Regions from separate parts of the Ovis aries genome. Here region 1 is linked to region 2. A link is a contact called in public Hi-C data. All regions are on one chromosome and are shown on one strand. Each heading gives the region's core, a stretch centred on a gene start, on an enhancer-like site or on the middle of the called end of the contact. The rest is flanking DNA. Distances are from core to core; before and after follow the strand shown. Region 1 holds the start of LOC101105400 (17-beta-hydroxysteroid dehydrogenase type 6). Region 2 holds the start of LOC101104222 (retinol dehydrogenase 16-like).

Region 1 (3,031 bases), core at 241-2,740, 160 kb after region 2:
AGTTGAAATATGTTCATACAATGGAATGCTATACAGTGACAAAAACAAACTATAGCTACAAAGTTACATGAATGAGTCCCACAAACATAATACTGTGACACAAAAGAACACATACTACATGATTCCATCTACACAAAGTTTTAAAATACAAAACTAATCTATGTTGGCACTTCCTTGACTGTGCAGTGGCTAAAATTCCACACTCCCAGTGCAGGGGGCCAAGGGTCAATCCTTGGTCAAGAAACTAGATCCCGATGCCACAACTAAGACCTGAAGCAACCAAATAAATAAAACTAAATATTTTTAAAGCTATTTTAAAAAATTTAAATTAATCTATGTTGATATTAATACAAATCATATTACTGGTTACTTTGGGGGAGGAGGTAGGGTTCATCGAATGAGAACGGTATTAATGGATTATCTACGGTGCTCATAATGTTCTATTACTTGACCTGTGTGGCTGTAAGAGAAATGCAAATTTTGTGAAAATTCATTGAACTGTCACCTGTGTGTTTTCCACTCAAATTAGAAAAATTAAAATACCACCTTGAGGCTGGTGCACTGGGATGACCCAGAGGGATGGTACGGGGAGGGAGGTGGGAGGGGGGTGTTCAGGATGGGGAACACGTGTATACCCATGGCGGATTCATGTTGATGTATGGCAAAACCAATACAATATTGTAAAGTAAAAAAATAAATAAATAAAATAAAGGCTGAATAATAATTTAAAAAAATACCACCTTGATTAAAAAGAGAAGAAAAGAAACAGCCTGAAGAAAATCACTTCTGCATTTGTCATAAAATTCTTATCAAGAACCCTGTGCATTTATACACTGTGTAAGATCCCATATGATAAATCCTGTCATGCATTTAGTACCAGGAAAGACTTTGTCTTTTCTAAGTAAATAGTATACTATTGATTCTTTTTAAATTATCTAATTTTTCCATATTATCTTAGTGGTTTAAGGCCAAATTTAATGTTCAGTCATAGTAATTCTATTAGTCCTCATAAATAGCATTTTTTTCTTCTCTCTTCTCTTTCAACACGTGGATTTTCTTTCTCTTTTTATGTTTCATTTGCATTTTAATAACTTCTTTTGTGTATGTGTCTTTTACTATAGATTACCTCAAACTCTTTTTGAAGATGCTACATTTGTCCAAAAATAAAATCTAACAGATTTGCCAACCTTAGTCTCATCCCAAAAGCTGACTCAATCCCTCTGCCAAGTGGGAAAAAAATTGGTAAATACTCCAGTAGTTGATGCCATGTACTGGCATATATATATACACATATATCTATGTAAAATATGATAAAATGTATCTATACACATATACATAAATCACACTTCATTCATTTCATATCAGTATATGAGACTCCACAAAGAGAAAGGACAAATGTTACCTGAGGAATTTTTATTTGTGAATATATATCACATTTCACCTACCTTTGGAATTTTACTTCTTCTCTGTTCTCTGCAGGATTAGAAATGTAACAAGAGAGAAGGAATCATGGGACTATTAAAACCTTGTTTACTGGTCACATGGGTTAAAAAAGAGAAAGAAAAAAAATTTCACCACTCCCACTGCAAAGAGCTTGCTCATAGTAGGAAATGGGGGTAGGGTTAGGGCAGGACAGAACTAGATCATAGAGCTTCAGCAACACAACTCTCAGGGCTTAATTACATAAAGCTGCTTTTGCTTATCCCAAAGTTCACGAACTTACTCCACAGCTCCCAGCATTAACTAAAAAAGAGCTGGTTTTCCACACTGTCAAGATTCCCAGTTTACAGAGCATATCCAAGGGGTCTTATGTGTAAGGATAAAATCACTGTCAACTTCTAAACAATATTTAAACTGCAAAAGAATACAGATCAAAAAAGCAGAGAAAATCATCAGTTCAGTTCAGTTCAGTCACTCAGTTGTGTCCTACTCTTTGTGACCCCATGGACTGCAGCATGCCAGGCTTCCCTATCCATCACCAACTCCCAGAGCTTGCTCAAACTCATGCCCATTGAGTCGGTGATGCCATCCAACCATCTCATCCTCTGTTGTCCCCTTTTCTTCCCGCCTTCAACCTTTCCCAACACTAGAGTCTTTTCCAATGAGTCCGTTCTTCACATCAGGTAGCCAAAGTGTTGGAGTTTCAGCTTCAGCATCAGAGAAAGCCATGGTGATGAATTTTCTTTCAGAAATCAAAGTTGAAGGGTCTTTTAAGAAAATTATAGACCACAATCAAGATCTTTCTCCAAACAGGTTTTATTTCCAACCCCAAACACACACACACACTCTCACACCATTTGTTCAGGAAGAGTTTTCAGAGGACTTCATGAACCCCACTGAGCAAGGTCCCTTTCATTTCCTGCACGCTGCCCATCCCAACCTTCTGCACCTGTTTCACAACACCACTCTCTTGTGGTCAGAGTTCAGGGTGCTTCGCTAGCTTGTGCCTACAGTTCTCAACAGTGCCAGCCTTGTTCAGCTGCAAAATCAGACCTGTTACAGTCAAAATTAAAAACAGAAAGCTCCCATTCTCTAAGTTGGAGCCTCTGCTGGAGTCAGGGAATGGGGAAGCAGAGCCTGCTCTTAGACTGCCCACCTGAGATCAGTTTCCGTGAACTGGGGCTCTGGGCCTTAAGGCTGTCAGACACGTTTACAAAAGACCTGCCACTGCTTTATGATCTAATACATTCTAGCAAATCAGTCAAACCCAAGGAGGGAGTCGTGGGAACCTTCAATTTAAAGCCAGTCCGTCAGAAGCACAGGTAACAACCTGGGCTTGCGATTGACATCTGAGGTTGGGGGGAGTCTTCTGGGGGGCAGGCTTGAATCTATGGATTCTGACACTACCTCTGGGTGCATGCATGTTCAGTCACTTCTTTGCAATGCTGTGGACTGTAGCCCACCAGGCTCTTCTGTCCATGGGATTCTCCAGGCAAGAATACTGGAGTGGTTGCCATGCCCTCCTCCAGGGCATCTTCCCGACCAAGGGATCAAACTCGTCTCCTGAAACTGGGTAGATAGTATCAGGGCT
Region 2 (2,803 bases), core at 203-2,702:
GGGACTGCATCCATGTGGGGCTGGAAATTAATTGCACAGTTAACTCTCACGCCAGTCCTACCACCTCCCGTTGTTACGGATGCCTTCCCCTCTTCACAGGACCCTTCCTGGGTGGATGGGGGAATTGTGTGTGGCCCTGACTCTTAACAAGTGCATCTCATGACACCCTTCAGGGCGTCACCAGGGGGCGAGCCTCGTCTATCCAATTAACAGCAAGCTCAGACATGTGCTGCCTTAGTACACAGTGCAGCTGTCCCTTGTAGGACTTCCTGCAGAGATTTATGTCAGTGAGTCTCCCAGTATGGTTCACATCTCAGAGATTTCTTGTTCTTCCCCTTACAGTTCTCAGGTGAGTGTCACCCAAACTCCTCGTTTCCTCTCTCTTGACTTTCCTGTGGCTGTTCCTACCCAGAATGTTGTCTGAAGTTCCTGAGACCCCAGCAAGTCATCACATTACACTCAGATTCACAAAAAAGAAGCAGATGGGGTGAAGGCTGGATTGTGTCTGCTGAATGGCCCCTTGGGAAGTTATGGTGGTAGGATTTGTGGTTATTGAGAAAAAAAAATCTCATTTCTTTCAATAAAGAAATCACAACCTTCTCCCTTAGCAGGGCTAGTGTTTGTATAAGACTTGCATGTCCTCCCAACTTCCTGACAGTTTCCAGGGCACCATCCTACATCCTGGCCTTCTTCAGCCTCACCCTTTGGGGAGCCCTGTAGGAGGGTCCTGCTGGTGACCCAGGAAGCACGCACAGGCTGGTTTCTGCAGGACTATCCTTTTCATTACTGCTGCCGACTCCCACCTGAGGGACAACTCCTTTCAGGATGACAGTCAGCTCCCTGAAGGTGGCCATGACCAGTAAAGGCTAATATGTCGTCTCCTCTGTGTTTGTTGTCTGCTGGGGTGGGTTCCAGGAGCATCTGAGCCTCCGTGTCTTTGGGGAAGCCTCTCCTTCCTCCCAGCGTCCATTTTCTTTCCTTACTTGGAGTTATGGGTGTGATAAATGTGGATGGTGAGGCGATGTCCAGGGCACTGACCCCGGCTCCTTCTGTCCCTGTCCTTTTTAGCCCCACCCTGGTGGTCCACCCCTGTTACTGGATGGTATCCTCCGTGCACAGCTGCTCTGAGGTCCAGCCTCAGGTCCTTTCTTTAGTCTCCTGAGGGGTCAGCTCCCTCCTCCTCTCCACTGTCACCCTAATACAAACTGCAATTATTCCTTTCCATCATTGTGATTTATAGATCTCCCTGCTTGCGAGAGTTAGAACTCCGGTTAATGCTTGCCAAGATTCAGATCAGTCTCTTCTCAGTGTCTGATTGGTCAGGATTCTGGGTGTGGTGCTGGGTTGGCAAGGGCTTAGCACAGAAGGGAGAAGCCAATGGAGCCGGGCAACCAGGGCTGGGGGCAGGGCATCTTCACAGAGTAAAAGGGGAACAACTGTTAGAGCAGCTTTGTATGAGTCCTTCCAAGACCCGTCCCAGCATCTGGGAGAAGTCTCACCATTGCCTGTGCCCCCTCATTCCCTTCCAGTTTCCTCATAGTGCCTCAGACACCCCCACTGCTCTTCTGAACAATTTCTGGTCCAGGGAACCAGGTGAGACCTTATTCTCTTTTGCCTTCTCTTTCTAATCCTAGAGAAGCTGAGGGTACTTAGCCTTTTAGGAGGGAATTCTGTGAGCAGAGCCAGAGGAGGAAACCAGGTCAGAGTCTCAGCCATTTGCCCAAGGTCACACAGCTAGTTGGCAGACAAACTGGGTATTGAAGCCATGTGTTTCATGAATCTAAGTATATCCCTTCAAAAAATATTCTTTAGATCTGGGAAACTCAGGTAACAGACTTGAAAGGGACAACGAGAAGAAGATAGTCATGAGCCATGGAACCATGCCATGTGCAGGTTCCAATGTGTGGGTGTGGGGGTGGGGAGGGGAGAGGAGGGCAGAGGCAAACAGGAAGGAGTGAGAGGACAGGACAGAGGTCATTGGGAAACCTATTGTCATCCCTAAGAGACTGTGTCGTAATTACATTGACGTCTATTAGAAATGGGTTAAATGTACCAAAAAGCACACATTGGGGTTAGAGTCAGTCATACTCACTGAAGAAGGTGAGCAGAACAATCTTGAGAACTCCAAGCGAGAGAGCTTGGACCCTGGTTTGCCAACAATAATCCTGTGTGTTCTTAATTTCTCCTGTCTGATCACTAGCCAGACTCTATTTCACCCCAGGCGTGTGTGCCTGTCCCGTAAAAGGCCATGTGGCTGTACCTGGCGGTCCTCGTGGTCCTGTACTACCTCCTGCGCTGGTACCGGGAGAGGCAGATGGTGAGCCACCTCCAGGACAAGTTCGTCTTCATCACGGGCTGTGACTCCGGCTTCGGGAACCTGCTGGCCAGGCAGCTGGACCTGAGAGGCTTGAGGGTCCTGGCTGCGTGTCTGACAGAGCAGGGGGCTGAACAGCTGATGAACCAGACATCAGACAGGCTGCAGACGGTGATTCTGGACGTCACCAAGACAGATAGCGTTGCTGCGGCAACCAAGTGGGTGAAGGAGCATGTGGGGGACAGAGGTACCAACCAGATTTCTTGTTTGTTTATTTCTTCTCTCTGCGTGTGGGGACACTGGTTGTCAGCTCCCTGGGGAACATTCCAAGCTGTTTCTATGACTTGAAGTCCCACCTGCCTTCTTCACCTCACGGAGCTGACCAGCCAAACCTCTGCCACCCCATACCCCCACCTCCTGACCTAGCTTCTATAGTTTGGGGGAGAGATTTCCCTGATGAGACTGTGTCCTTGCAGACTACCTGTCTTG

The links. Hi-C and Micro-C count contacts between places; a contact is called where the count stands out from the background.
Region 1: a Hi-C map of tail adipose tissue shows a contact between it and region 2, with 2.6 times the contacts expected there. The contact joins the promoter of LOC101105400 here to the promoter of LOC101104222 in region 2. A contact is called at or near these places in 2 of 16 Hi-C or Micro-C datasets (hypothalamus and tail adipose tissue).

What each region holds. Positions count from the first base shown.
Region 1 is chr3:162,905,256-162,908,286 of ARS-UI_Ramb_v3.0, forward strand. It overlaps LOC101105400 (17-beta-hydroxysteroid dehydrogenase type 6), which reads right to left and starts at 1,491. Exons shown (of 6, transcript XM_060412924.1): 1 at 1,446-1,491.
Region 2 is chr3:162,748,670-162,751,472 of ARS-UI_Ramb_v3.0, forward strand. LOC101104222 (retinol dehydrogenase 16-like) reads left to right here and starts at 1,453. Exons shown (of 5, transcript XM_042247051.2): 1 at 1,453-1,593; 2 at 2,205-2,561. The coding sequence starts at 2,249.